5 separate regions of the Mus musculus genome follow, and all the other regions are linked to region 4. The links are chromatin contacts, called in public Micro-C and promoter capture Hi-C maps. All regions are on one chromosome and are shown on one strand. Each heading gives the region's core, a stretch centred on a gene start, on an enhancer-like site or on the middle of the called end of the contact. The rest is flanking DNA. Distances are from core to core; before and after follow the strand shown. Region 1 holds the start of Mri1 (methylthioribose-1-phosphate isomerase 1). Region 2 holds the start of D830024N08Rik (a long non-coding RNA gene). Region 3 has its middle 24 kb from the start of Gm23626. Region 4 holds the start of Adgrl1 (adhesion G protein-coupled receptor L1). Region 5 holds the start of Scoc (short coiled-coil protein).

What was found. Promoter capture Hi-C pulls out the DNA fragments that hold promoters and counts their contacts. A called contact is a pair of places that touch in the nucleus more often than the background predicts.
Region 1: a contact with region 4 is called in a promoter capture Hi-C map of neural stem cells. The contact joins the promoter of Mri1 here to the promoter of Adgrl1 in region 4. A contact is called at or near these places in 4 of 39 promoter capture datasets (embryonic stem cells, maxillary cranial neural crest, neural stem cells and 1 more), 1 of 484 Hi-C or Micro-C datasets (CD4 T cells) and 2 of 115 datasets of contacts at active chromatin or transcription factors (effector CD8 T cells and large pre-B cells).
Region 2: a contact with region 4 is called in a promoter capture Hi-C map of pre-B cells, with 2.4 times the contacts expected there. The contact joins the promoter of D830024N08Rik here to the promoter of Adgrl1 in region 4. A contact is called at or near these places in 3 of 39 promoter capture datasets (liver, pre-B cells and stem cell-derived epiblast-like cells), 1 of 484 Hi-C or Micro-C datasets (embryonic stem cells) and 4 of 115 datasets of contacts at active chromatin or transcription factors (embryonic stem cells, large pre-B cells and memory CD8 T cells).
Region 3: a Micro-C map of embryonic stem cells shows a contact between it and region 4, with 2.8 times the contacts expected there. The contact joins the enhancer-like site here to the promoter of Adgrl1 in region 4. A contact is called at or near these places in 2 of 39 promoter capture datasets (neutrophils and pre-B cells), 1 of 484 Hi-C or Micro-C datasets (embryonic stem cells) and 1 of 9 other capture datasets (liver).
Region 5: a contact with region 4 is called in a Micro-C map of embryonic stem cells, with 2.7 times the contacts expected there. The contact joins the promoter of Scoc here to the promoter of Adgrl1 in region 4. A contact is called at or near these places in 1 of 39 promoter capture datasets (liver), 3 of 484 Hi-C or Micro-C datasets (CD4 T cells and embryonic stem cells) and 1 of 9 other capture datasets (pancreatic islet).

The regions. Positions count from the first base shown.
Region 1 is chr8:84,256,059-84,258,758 of GRCm38.p6, forward strand. It overlaps Mri1 (methylthioribose-1-phosphate isomerase 1), which reads right to left and starts at 1,266. Exons shown (of 5, transcript NM_026423.4): 1 at 832-1,266; 2 at 186-361. The coding sequence starts at 1,202. Ccdc130 (coiled-coil domain containing 130) reads right to left here. Exons shown (of 10, transcript NM_026350.3): 10 at 1,709-2,700. The coding sequence ends at 2,423.
Region 2 is chr8:83,573,080-83,575,779 of GRCm38.p6, forward strand. D830024N08Rik (a long non-coding RNA gene) reads left to right here and starts at 1,447. Exons shown (of 3, transcript XR_003947410.1): 1 at 1,447-2,700. Tecr (trans-2,3-enoyl-CoA reductase) reads right to left here. Exons shown (of 13, transcript NM_134118.5): 2 at 1,399-1,449; 3 at 792-843; 4 at 332-376; 5 at 141-244; 6 at 1-64.
Region 3 is chr8:84,355,393-84,358,092 of GRCm38.p6, forward strand. It overlaps a transcript of Cacna1a not described here. Among named protein-coding and RNA genes, the nearest start is that of Gm23626, 24 kb to the right of the region's middle. Within about 2 kb of position 1,344, at least 42 of the 459 cell types and tissues checked have an H3K27ac peak or open chromatin away from gene starts, as enhancers often do. A contact at or near this core is called in embryonic stem cells, where this site is marked.
Region 4 is chr8:83,898,843-83,901,588 of GRCm38.p6, forward strand. Adgrl1 (adhesion G protein-coupled receptor L1) reads left to right here and starts at 1,256. Exons shown (of 23, transcript NM_181039.2): 1 at 1,256-2,082. Gm26721 (predicted gene, 26721) reads right to left here and starts at 885. Exons shown (of 4, transcript NR_166528.1): 1 at 339-885.
Region 5 is chr8:83,441,297-83,443,996 of GRCm38.p6, forward strand. Scoc (short coiled-coil protein) reads right to left here and starts at 1,366. Exons shown (of 4, transcript NM_019708.4): 1 at 1,126-1,366.

The sequences.
Region 1 (2,700 bases), core at 16-2,515, 360 kb after region 4:
AGGTAGTTACTGTGGGTGCTGAGAACTTAATAGGTCTTTGCAAGAGGGGTCCATACTTTTAAGCTGCTGAGCCAGCCCTAGCTAAGCAAGTACTCTTGCCACTGAACTACACCCCCAGCTCCAGTTGCTTTGCCTTGCATCCCATAACATGTCCCATGCCCTAACAATTGAAGGTGCCTCCTCACCTAACGCTGTACCATAGCCAGCAGTGGCCAGAGCACCCGTGTTACAGTGGGTCAGCACGGTCACCTTGCCACCCCTGGGGTTGGTCTGCTCTAGGAGATGGCGGGCTCCCAAGTCCCCGATGCTCCGGTTGTCTTTGAGGTCCTTCTCCAACATATCCTCGGCGAAGCGGATCACTCTGGGGACAGAAGAAGCTCTTAGCACTGTTGGAAGGGAGCTGGCTAACTTTGAAGGGGCCGCCCTTTAAAGGTGAGGTGGGGTTCTGAGAGCCTGAGGACACTTCCACTCTGATCACTAATATAAGTGAGCCAGGAGCTGGGGCTGACGCACAGCAGTAAACAGGAGGAAACCCTTTACCTCTGTGATGATGACGTCATGGTGGGAGAGGCAGTTGATGAACAGGAAGGGGCAGAATCAGGGACAAGGTGTTTTTACAGAAGGGGAGGGGAAGGAGCAGGAACCTGGAGATGAAGTTCTAACTCCAGTGCTTTAATGCTCTAGACTCTAGTCTCAGCCACAGGCAGGAGCCGTACCGGTGCAACAGAAAAGCAGTAAGAACCAAGTGGCTGGACCGGAAGTGGGATGGGAAAGAAAATGGTAGAGAGGAAAGCTGGGCAGAGCACACAAGACTGGTCCAGGATCCCGTACCTTTCCCGCACGGTCTCTTCAGTGGCACCCTCTCGTTCCGCCTCCTGGGCTGCCACTTGACCCAGATCGCGGGCGGCGCGGGCCATGTTGACAGCGGTGGGCCGGGCGGCGACTAAGAGGCGCAGCTGGTCTCGCACGAAGGCCACCAGAGCAGCGAGTCCGGGACCGCCGGCGCCGGCCCGCAGCTCCACGGCCAGGCTGAGGCAGCCGACCAGCGCGATGGCCGGGGCTCCGCGCACCTTCATGGCGCGGATGGCTTCACTAGCCTGCTGCACGGAGCTCAGTGCCTCATAGTGGCAGTGCTCTGGCAGCTGCAGCTGGTCGAGGATCTGCAGCGAGCCGGGCGAGTAGCGGATCGCTTCCAGTGTCATGTTGCCTACCCTGCAGGGCCACGAGGAATCCTGCACAGGCTGCGGGGCGGAGTTGCGTCCTGCCGCGTGCGCATGCGCACGCGCTCCTAGGTTATCGGGCGATTAGCGTCTTCCAGAGTGGCTGTAACTTCTCCCAAGGCCGAGTTCTAGCTCCAAGATGCTTGGTGATGGGGCTATTTTTTTGCCGGAAATCGTCCATCCGTTACTGAAGCGATGACTTGGAACTCTCAGCTCTGCCTATCCACGGCTCACAGACACCCAGCGCTTAATCAGCGTGTCAAACGACCTTCCGTGGGACTACTTTTGTCTCCATTTTTTTAAAAAAAAGCAAGCACCATGAGGGACGTTTATTCTCAGGGCCTGAAGAGATTGCTCAATGGTTAGGCGTGCATTCTGCTCTTGTAGAGGACCAAAGGCTTCACGACTGCCGCTAGTTTTAAAGGATTCAAGGCCCTCTTTCAAACCTCAGTGAGACAACATACTCACAACATGCAAACACACAAAAATAAACCTCAGATTTTAATTCCAGCATTCAGGAGGTAGAGATATATTTGTGAATCTGGCTCCACAATAGTTACAGAACGAGTTCCAGGACAGCCAGGGATACATGAGAAACCCTATTTTAAAGCTGGACCACACCTTGTCTCTATTGCTGGGGTGCCAGGATGACGGTTGTCTGCCCACTATGCCTGGCTGGATTAGGGTGTTTTTGAGGTTGTTTCACAAACATCCCTACTGGCTGGCCACTATGAGTGACCCACACCAGCCCATGACATGGAGTTTGGATGTTCTTCCTGCCTGCCGTTAGCTTTATTTCTCTGGCTCCAGCAGCCTGGCCCTCTTTCAACCTTCCTTATGTAGTCCTTGACACCTCATAAGGGGACGTCACCCCAGGCCGTGGCCAATCTTGGTCAGTATCTCAAACCCTTCATCGGGCTTTGTGGGGCCACACTGCCGTCACAACGATGCAGCAGCATCTGCTTAGTTGGCTGGAAGTGAGGGCAGGGCAGCTACTAGATGAGTTTAGAAACAAGGCAGGGACAAAGAACAGCACTTTAATGCTCAGGTATCAGGGTTACATCAAGGCACAGGCATTCTCACCAAAACCAAATAAATAATAATCTGTATAGGAAGGTAGGTCTGTATCTGGGCTGGCAGCAATGTGCCAGTCCCTAAGGTCTGGACGCGTCATGGCTTCTGGTCCTGGAATTCTGACTCCCTTACTCGCTCTCTGAGTCAGAGTAGTCAGCCACCAGGGAGGCATTGGGGGTGTTGGGGTTCAGCAGGTCCTCCTGGGAGGAACCTAGGGGGAAGGCCTGATCACTACAGTTTCTCTTGGATTCTGATGTCTTGCTGGTCCTGGATGCTTCTGCTGCCTCTTCAAGTGTCTTGCTACCCTGGGTGGTTCCTGGTGGCCTTCTTTGTTCTTCTGACAAGGAGTTGTCTGCTGCACACTGAGGACTTTCTGGAACGTCTCGAGACTTTCTCCTCACTATGC
Region 2 (2,700 bases), core at 197-2,696, 330 kb before region 4:
AGGGTACCCGGAAGTAGAAGAGCAGGTAGATGAAAAGGGGCCCGGCATACTCCGTCAGGAAGACCTGGGAGTACCCAGAGACAAGGTGAGTCGCCCCAGGGTAGCTGAAGGCAGAGACCAGGGAAGGAGTCAGAGCTCACCGTCACCCAGCTGATCTGGGCCCCGAGGTCCCGGAAGTAGAGTGTGGCTGTGGTGCCCACAGGAAGCTTCTGTAAGACATCTTCATCTTTCAGGGACTTCCCCTCTACAGAGAGAAGTCAGTATTTGGTTACTGCCCTGGTTTCCTGACCCCAAGAGCCCAAGGGATAGGCTGATGGACAGCTGTACTCACTGGGGTCCAGGCGGAGGGACTGGCGGGCAGGATACCACTGCGGGTCTGCCAGGAGAAGGTCAGGGGTTGCATCACCTAATCTGGCAAGGCTCAGCCTACCCACGCCCCAACTTGGCCTGCCTCTAAAGGCTTCCAGAACTCTAGGACCCCCCCCCCCCAGCTCCTCCCACCTGTGCAAGGGCACACAGGATAGGCAGCGACAGATTTTATTTTTTACCCCTTTGGATAGATAGCACAAGAGCATTCCTGCTGGTGACCACACAGGGGCAGCCTGCCCAGTCAGCCGGGCCTCACTCACTGTTCCAGTGTGCTGAGAGGCAACAAGCCGATGAGGGAAAGGCATGCGGAGGCATGCGGGCCCAGGTCACATCCAGAGGGGAGGCAGGAGTGGGGGGTAGATGTGTCGGGAGCGGGGGGACACGTATGTCAGGAGCAGGAATAGGTGTGTCGGGAGACTCACGTGTCTTGGTGAAAAGGGTCTTGATTTCAGAAATGGTGGCCTGAGGCTCTACCTAAAGGAAAACAAGGTGTAAGTCCGGAGGGAGCCAGGCCTAGGATGGGGGAGGGGGTCCAGGTACAGGCAGGTCAGGAACAAGCTAGCTGACTTCACGGGGTACATCCGTCCTCCACCTCCTTTACGGACACAGAGCCCTCCCAAGGCTGCCTTGTCCCTTCCCACACCAGGCTGTCAGCTTCCAGCCCCACAGAGGGGCCCCAGCTGCTCACTCTAGCGCAGTGGTTCTCAACCTTCCTAAAGCTGCCACCCTTAGTACAGTTCCTCATGGTGTGCTGACCCCAACCAGAACATTATTTCATTGCTACTTCATACCTGTAATTCTGCTGATATGAATTGTAATATAAATATCTGCTATGCAGGATATCTGATAGGCAACCCCAATGGGGTCTCAGCCCACAGGTTGAGAACCGCTGCTCTAGATGAAGACAATACCCTTTACATGCCTTCTGAAGGACAGGGAGGGCCACCGATGCCTGCATAGCCCTACAGGAGCTGTAAGGAACAGGGACCCAGCCCTCCTGGCACTTCACCCCCAGGGGTGCAGTCCTACCTTGTCCAGGAAGCACAGCTTCTCCCTCGTCTTTGCATCCCGAATCTCCACCTCAAAGAAGAGGACAGCCTTTTTATGCTTCTTGGCTGCTTTGTGGGGCATGGGCATGGGAAGACCATCGAGGCCTTGGTGGGCCTCTTTGGCTGCCATGCTCAAGCTGATATCCATGCCACAGCCGCTGGCCCTCCTGCTCTGCCTTCCAGTCTGTGGTGCCCACTGCCAGTCGCCAGCCCCCACCTCCGACCTCTCCTCACAAAGCTGCTGTGAGCTGGGCCGGGCAGCATGATCAAATTCTGCCTCGGTGCTGGAAGGGAGCCTGTGTCTGACCAGGCTCAGCCAGCGCCAACGCCAGATGTAACCCGAGTGGCACCAGGGCCTGGCCTGGCTAAATATAAAACCATCTCAGCCCGAGTCCCCACCAAAGGAGCCACAGTCCTCCCCTGAGGGCTACCCTCATACAGGCAGTTAATTGGGTGGGCACAGGCCCTCAGAAGTGCCAGGGGCATGAAGAAGGAAAAGGCCCACAGCCATGGCAGGCGCCGCAAGCCCAGCCCCGGTGTGCAGCCCTGGCCAACAGGTTACCCAGCCTGGGGAAATGCCAGCTATCTGGAGAATCTCCGAGACAGATCATCCATTTCCACTTCTAAGCTGTAAGGGACACTGGATTATTTCCCTTGTGCATTTGTGTTCCCAGGGAGGTGACAAATTCCAGAGGTACTGGTGCAGAGTTCCCAAGTCCCTCCACCTCCCTCTCCACCGCCTCACTCCTCACAGCTCCTACCACATCAGGCCAACACAATGTGCTCACCCATGGACGAGCCTACCAAAGCCCAACACATACCCTCCCAACACATACCCTGCCTGCACCCCTGGGGTCCACAGTCCCCAAAGGAGAAACCTGCAGGCTGAGGCCAGAAAATATGCATAGGGGCAGGGTAAGGAGGCAGGAGCCCCAGGGGATCTGACCCATCGGACCCAGCAGGTCAGAGAAGATGCTCAACACTGCCCATGCTGGCTGGGGGAGACCCAAGGGCTATGCGGAGATCTGCCACTTTTTTCCAGAAGAAGGGGGCATCACAGGCCAGAGAAGCCAACTGTTGCCACCTACATGCTCCCAACAACAGAGGCCATGGCACGATCCCAGATCTGCTAGGGGTCCTTGAGAAGGCATGGGTGGGCCGACATGGTGCTGGCACACAGAAAGTGTATGCATGTGTGTATGTGTGCATGTACAGGTCGGGAAGCCCCCACGGAGGTAACCCTACACAGTGATGCTGCCCTGTAGGGCCTGGGCTTGAGTTC
Region 3 (2,700 bases), core at 94-2,593, 460 kb after region 4:
TAAATAGAATTAAACCAAGGACAAAGTAACAGATTAAAGAGCTGGCATGGTGGTGCGTATGTATAAGCCTCGCACTGTCCAGGCTCAGGTAGAAGATTGTGAGTTTCAGCCTAGCCTTGGCAGCAAGGTGAGACAGCCTCAAAAATTAGTAAAATAGGGACTGGAGAAATGACTCCGTGGCTAAAGGCTCTGGCTGCTCCTGCAGAGGACTGGAGTTCACACCACACCCACATAGTGGTTAACAATGGGCAGGATCCCATTTCAGGGGATCCAGCACCATCTTCTTACCTCCCAGGGTGTGTACACAGACAATGCACAGACTGCATGGAAAAACACTCGTGCACATAAAAAAACAGCAAAATCGGAAAGGTATAGGATGGCTCTGTGGGTAAAGGCCACTGCTACCAAGCCTGATAGCTTGAGCTCAGTCTCTGGAGCCCAAGGATGGAGGGAGAGAACTGATGCCTACAGCATTGTCCTCTGATCAGTACAGATGGCCCACGGCACACCCATACACCCATCACACACACACAGACACAGACACACACACACAATTTAAATAACAACAAGAAGAAAATAAAGGGCTAGGGGGATAGCTTAGTATATTGGGACCTGAGTTCAATCCCTAGGGTGTGTGTGTCATGTCGGGGGTGGGGGTGGGGGTGGGGACAGAGGCCAGGCATGGTGGTACAAGCTAGAATCATGATGCTGGGGAGGCAGAGACAGGCAGACTAGACTAGGCTCACTGGTCAGCTAGCATAGTCTACTCTATTCCAGGCCAGTGAGAGACTCTGTCTAAAAAACTAAGGTGGTAGCCCCTGAGGAATAGCACCTAATGTTGATCTCTGGCTTCCGCATACATATATGCACATACCAGTGCCCCATGCACACTGCAAACACATGAATATAATAAATAAAACATCGAGACAAAGAAACTAACAGACAGGCTCTCGGTGTGCTTTCTAACTACACAGGAAGCAGATCAGGACCAGCCTCTTGGTCCAGTGCAACTGAGTTTGAACTTGCCATCAGGGATCTGAAGTCCACTGGACGCAGGTCCAGAGCACAGAAAGCAAGGGCTTTAGAGGGTCCACTTTGCAGAAGGGAGCATCTAGATGTGAGAAAGCACCCCTCCCCCACCCCTCCCCACCCCACCCCAGTTCGATCTGGAGCTAGGTAGTTCTATTGCTTAGCATCAGCCACACCCTTGCGCCCTTTCAACCCATGGCCTGTGTTGCCCGGCAACTGCTAGAAGTGTCTTTCCTGCCCCCCAGTTGCCAAGGGAATACTCAATCCTGGCAGCCGGGCCTGGGGCGCTGAACTTCCGGGCGCAGGGTGGGGTGGCCTCTGCTGTTCACACCTGCTCGCGCACAGCCCTGGCCTCCCCTCAGTTTCTCTCACTCTGCTCTCCTTGTCTCCTCTCTCCCTCCAGTTTCCTCTCCTGGGATATCTGAGCGAGGCCCATGGATGCCGAGGGCCTCTTGGGGCTCTGACCCCATGCTTTCTCCCCTCAGTCATGAGCTCCTGCACAGCCCAAGGTACCCAGGCACGGACTGCACCCTGGCAGGCTCATCCAGGACTCTGCATGTCCCGTGGTCACAGCAGATGAGCGGAAGCCTCGAGGGGCCAACTCTGAAACGGCGTGGTGGCGTGGTGGACCACCGGGATGTCATCTTGGCCCACCAGGCGCACAAAATGCACAGCACCCCTCAGGCCAGAAGGAAAGAGTGGGAGTGAGTATTCACGGGGCAGGCTGTAAGGGAGCTGTGCGGGGCTTGTGGGCCAGCCAAGCCTGAACTGGCAAGCTTCAGGGGATAGAATGCGCTGATATGGTGTGGGTGACTCCAGTTGTCCCTTGACAGTCCATCAACCCTCTGCCTTAAGGTTGCCTGGAATACTCTGAACCGGCTTTGTAAAAGACCCGGATCCCTTGTGCGCAGTGGAGCCAGAAAGGACTGGCAGAGGGGACAAGTGCTTTCTCTGGGGACTTGGGTAGGGTGCGGGGAGGTGGGGCATGTTGGGAAAGGCTGGGAAATTCTGCCTTCAGAGGTACTCTGGCCCAGCTGTGAGGGAACGAGCTACGCTGATAGCTAATGGGAAGTGGTTTGGAGAAAGGTTCAACTACAAACAATCCCTTTGCCACTGCATCTCTAAGCGGATTGCTAGGGCTTAATAACATTTTATTTCAAAGGTGTAAAGCTGGGGTGGTTTCCTGGGCTGACACTGATGGCTGTGATGTACCCATGAGTAACAGCAGGAGCCGCTGATGCTAGCAAGACAGGAACCAGTTTAAGTCCCTCAGTCTTCATACCCTGCCATCCCAGGGAGGCTGCGTGTGTGTGGTCACCCTGCTTATCTGCAGCTGCCACTGTTCCTGGAGAAGGGGAAGCCTGTGGGTGCTGATGGGCGGGAACGAATGCAAGGTGGGCCTGAGCACGTCTGGTAGGCTGGATGTGAAGCAGGCCTACTTGAAGTGCCCTCTGAGGTAGTTCCTAAGGTTATGGCTGGATGTGAAGCAGGCCTACTTGACGTGCCCTCTGAGGTAGTTCCTAAGGTTATGGCGACACCTGGTGGTATGTCTGAGCATCTATGGGCGGCGGCAAACTGACCCGCGTTCCTCACCCTTAGGTGTTGCCATGTATCCGGCTTTCCTCCCATGCATGTGTCCACCTGTTCACTCAGTATGTCTACCCATGCATC
Region 4 (2,746 bases), core at 6-2,505:
AAAACAAATAAACTATAAGTCTAGGCAGTGGTAGCTTTGGCTCCAGATATTTGGGCCAGGTCGACCCCCTTTCCCATCTAGAGAAGCAATCCTAGGCTTCATCTGTAGCTGGGGGGCTGAACCCAGCCTCTGGCTTCACTCACTAAGTCCAAAGCCTAGGAATCTAAGTCCGATCCGCTGCCCTACTTCTCCGAGTCCATCACCTGCAGTGTAGTTCTTACGTTGTGGAAATCTGCACCGGGCTTTTGCTCTCGCCATCAACCTAAAATTCAATTTTTTTTTTCTTCCCTACCCACCCCCTCCAAAACCAGACGCTTGAGGCGTTTATAGATACTAACCTCTCCTCCGCTCCTGCAGCCTGGTCAGCTCCAGGACCCTGTCCGGTTGCCAAGGCTCTCTCTTCTGTTTGGGGGAGGGGGGCTGTTCTCATCCCATCCTACCTACGCTCCAGTCCTGGCTTTGCGTCCCTCCCTCGTTTTTTTTTTTAATTAATTTATTTATTTATTTTTTTATTGTAGGTCTGGTCTCCCAGGGTAGCGGGATCCACACCACATCCCCTTCCTGTCGCATCACCCAGGATCCAGATACTGCTTTTACCTGCCGGCTCTGTTGCAGCCAGCGCGCGGGATCCTTCCATACCTCAGTCCAGCCCTCATTTTGTCCCTCCCCACCCCACGTCGCTGTTAGGAAGATGGGGGACAGCCTACGCTCTTGTCAGTCACTAAGCAGCACTCCCTCCGGCCCTCCTGCAATCCCGGGTGGGAGACGCTCTGGTCCAGGTCTTTTTTGTTGCCACCGCACAGGCCTGACGCATTACTCCATCTCCCTTGGAAGAATCCGGACCGAAATTTGCGTGCCTCGAGTGCATCTGGCCCTGTCGCAGCTACCTCCCCTCCCACTCCTACCCCCCCACACCGCGCCCCTCCCGTCCCTACCCTCTCTGCCAAATCCGGACCAGGTTTTGCGCAGTCCTTGCACAGCTCTCCATTTACCCCTCACCGGCTAGGCGCCTTTCTGCACAGCACGGCTGCAGAGTCCGTTCCGTTTTTTCTTGCCGCCCGTCGCACCCCACCCCCCCCCAGCCCAACTAGGGGGATCTAGCGCGTCGCCTCCCTCTGCCCACTTTTCCTTGGGGGAGGCGAGTGGAACTCCAGGCCAGGTTTCCGGGCCCTTCCTCGGGGCGCACGGGAGGGCTGCGGAGACTAGTCCCCGGCGGGTAGTCCAGGCCAGGTTTTGCGCTTGTCCGCCGCCCCCCTCCCGGAGCCGGCGGGCCCGGCAGCGCCGAGAGCAGGCGGCTTGTCATTGCTGGTGCCCCGCGCCCGCTCGCTCCGCGAGTCCTGCGGTGCCCACGGGCCCAGCCCCGCGCCCCCTGCTCCGGCCACCCCGGGGGCGCAACGCCGCCGCGCCTGCTTCCAGCTGTGTAGCTCCGGCCCCCTGCGGGCAGCGCGAGCGGTCGGCGCGGGAGCAGTCGGCGCTGCGACGCCCCCGCCCCGCCGTCTGCCGGAGACGCCCCGGCGGATGGGGCCGCGCGGGCCCAGGAGCGGCGCCGCCGGGCGGCGGGGGCCTGCGCGGCCGCCCGGGCAGCCGCGTTAACCCTTCGCCCGCTGCCGTCCGGGGGCGCTGGGAAGTCGCCTGGGCACACACGTGCCGCCTCCGTCGGGGCCGCGGAGCTGCGGGGGAGATGCGGGCAGCCGGCGCCGCCTCGGGGGGCTCCGCCTCGCCCCAGCCCCCCGAGCTCTGACGCCGCCCCCGCCCCTCCGCCTCCACGCCTCGCTCCCCGGGAGGGGCGCAGACCCGCGCGCCCGGGGCCGGGGCCGCCTCCGGAGCGCCGCGATCCGCCTTTTCTTTCCTTTTTTTTTTTTTTTTTATACTCCCCCCCCCCACCCCTTCCCTTTTAAATTTTGGTCGGTGGCGGCGGTGCTGGGCCGGAGGAAAGAAGGGACACGGAGTCCTCCCTCGCTCAGCCACCCCCTCCCCGCTTCCCCCTGGGCCGGGCTCCGGGAGATGTGCCGGGCGGGGGGCCCGGCTTCGCGGAGCCGCCGGAGGAGCGCGCACGGCCGACCCCGAAGCGCCGCTGGACAGGTGAGTGTGCGGGAGCCTCAGGCCACGCCGCACCTGGGCCAGGTGTGCGCGGCGGGAGGGGCGGGGAGCACCCTACCCCCGCCCGCCGGGGGCTTGGTGAGGGTGCGGATGGGCGGCCGCAGGGTGCCCTGCAGGGGGAGGGGACCGCTAGTGTGCCCGCGCGTGGCTGCGTGTGCCCGCGCGCGCGCCGGCCTTTGTGGGGAAGCGGCGCGGCGGTGCCTGCGTGTCCCCGGTGCGTGTGCGCGCGGGTGCTTGGCGCCCTGTTTGTGTAGGTGTCTGGGTGTGAGTGGAGAGGGTGCGTGTGCGCGCAGCGCGCGGGCCCGGGCTCCCCAGAGAAGCCATGTCGGGGGGCTGGCACCGCAGGATGCTGGGCCAGCCCCCCCCCCCCCCCGACATGGCTTGTTTTTCTCTGGGAGGCAGTGGCGCTAATGGTGGTTGGGGGTGGTATGGGGAGAGGTATGTCTGGGTGTCGAGTGAGTTTCAGCCCGGAGGGGTGCTTTGGGCAACCCTGGTGCAGTTGTGAGACATCTTCTGTTAGTGGTACCCTGTTAAGCACGGATGGAGGCTGTCAGGTTGGATCTACCGGAACGAGCTTTCTCTCCTCTTCCAGGTGTTCCTGAAATAGAGCTGTGTGGCTCAGTTGTCATCGTCCCGTTTGAGGGTC
Region 5 (2,700 bases), core at 116-2,615, 460 kb before region 4:
CTTTTCCCATCATTCCACCTCGGCTGGCCTTAACATCTCAGATATGAGTTTGACATTTCCCTAATATCCTTTCAAACTCAACCACCAGACTTCTCTTGAACCTGCAATTAATGTTTTCCATCCATCATCCACTCACCAGCAATAGTTTTTTAAATTTAAAAGTCCAATGCACTACAGGAATGCACTGAACACTTTACATATATAGTTTTATCACAACAGAAAGAAAATGCAATTCACAGATGTGGATACTAAGCCTTATAAAGGCTAGAGGCCTTGCCTCATGTTTCATAGCCAAGATATTATTAAGGTCCTAAACTGAGTTTGAAAAACTCAACTCCTTTGGCGTTTCCACAAACAAAACAAATATAAAATTTCATCTGCATCCACTCCAGTGTGATGTTTCTAATCTGTTCATGTTCTGCTTTGACATTTTAGGGCTTTCAAAATCGATGGAAATCGAGGAACTACATCGTCAATAAGGATCAAACTTAAGTTAGATCCCCGGGGAGCTAGCTGCATCCAGTTTAATCATTGGAGCATACAGACACTAGGATTCCTACGCACAGCTTTGAGTCGCAGAAACGGATAACGGTTTGGGGACCTCTGTCCTTCTGGCTATTGCGACGTCTGTCTCTGGTGGTGTAACAGAAACCTTGGCTTTTCGGGAAACTATGATTTCTCCTTCCCAAACCTTACTCCTCAATATTTGTTCCGCAGGACGCCTGAGAAAAGCTGACAAAGAAACAAACCCAGGTTCTAGCAAAGACGTCCCACCCCAGACATGCACGGGCCACCACGCCTGCAAAGCAATCCTAGCACTCGAGAGGCTGAAGCAGAAGAATTGCGGCGAACTGGAAGGTAGCTCGGGCAGCAGAGCGTCTTCTCCTACTACCCGGTCCCATCGCACCCCCACGGCGTCCCGGTCCCGCACCGCCGGGCTCTTCCCACTGAGCCCGCGGCGTGGGGCCGGGAAGGTGGCTGCGCAGCGCTCGGCGGGATGTCGGGCCTCGCGGCGCCGCAATCCAGCACCCAGGCCGCCGCCCGGGTTCCCGTTCCATCCCGCCCCGCCCCACAGGGCCTCGGCGGTCTCCCAGGCCCAGCCCTCGCCGCCCCGAGCCGCCTCACCTTGCGTCTGAAGCGCCGGGAAGAGGCGGGATGGGTAGGAAGCCTCAGGCCGCGCGGCTCTCCGACCAACTGACAGCGTCAGCCCCGCCCTTCCCGCCCACGGAGCGTGCGCCGAGCGAGGAGGCGTCCTCCCACCAATCCTAACTGGAAATTGCACGCCTGCGCACTGGCTGCTGGACGCCTCGACAGGCCTGTGGCAGAGCACCGGGGTCCACCTTTGCCCTAACAAAAGGGCATTGACGACCAATCAGGATTTTTGGGCGTGTCCTAAAAAAGCAGCGACCAATCACGGCGCAGAAGAGAAGATGCGCCTAAGAAAGCGGTCCTCGCTGAGCATCTTTTGTCTCGCCAGGAACCTGGAAAGTGGGGTGGAAAGTCACTCTAGGTTAAAAAAAGAGAGACGGGGAGAGAGGGAGGGAAACAGAGACAGAATTTCTGGAAATTGCCGTGACCAGACTCTAGGAGAGAGATATTTCGTTCACATTCAAGAACAGAGTGAGCAGAACAGTGCAGCGCCCTCCCCCCTCGATTCTAAAAGCACGGTTTCCTTTTTCCCCACTTCTAAAATTAGATAACGCACAAAGCATATACCATTAATGGATGTTTCTCTTCGTACCCCATATTCAGGACAATTTTTAAACTTCCGTTCACCCGACCACGTCATGATTCCTTAGATCAGCAGTCTCCTGATCTCAGTCTCAGAAAACCCAAGGCTTAATTAAAATTGTGTTTCTTATTCAAGTGTACATGTACAATGCCAGACTTTGGGTTGCTAGGTGATTTTCGTGACACTTCATTATAACCTAACCTTTGAAACAAGTATCTTGCTGTTAGCGGTCAGTGACCACAGTATATTCTTACCTGCAAAGCATTCTTGCTTTGACTTTATCAAAACCTCTGAGCTGTAGAGGCCAGCTTACAAATACTTTCTTCTTGGCTTTTCTTTCTTATATAAGGTTCTATTTTTAATTGCATGAATATGTAGCGGTGTGTATGTACTTGCTTGTGCCTGTGCAAGGTGCCTGCAGATGCCAGAAGAGGGAATCAGACCCCTGGGATTGGGGTTACAGGTGGCTGTGAACCATTTGGTGAGGATGATGAGAACTCAACTCAGCTTCCCGTGAAAGAGCAATAAGTACTGTTAACTTCTGAGCCATTTCTACAACTCCCGGGTATCTTAAACCAATCAAGCAGGATTTGCTAACACGTGACCGTAATCCTTTATAAATAAAGTACCTACCATTTAGTGTTTGAGACGAAAGTATTAGGCTTGGACTACAATTCAGGATTTGAAGGAAGGAGAATATGGGAAGAGAGGGAAACCCCAGGTAACGCTAAGAGGAGTGCCAACAAAATAGAATGAATATGGGCAACATTCAAAGAAGGATGGGATTTTCCAAGATAGTGAAGAACACACTTTCTTTTCAAATGCACATGGGCCAGTCATAGAAATGGGCCTGAAAATTTGTTTTTGGTTTTAATTTTTTATTGTATGTATATTTTACTTGCATTTATTTCTCTGAAACACTTGGGTACCTGGTGCCTGAGGACGCCAGAAAAGAGTGTTGGATCTCC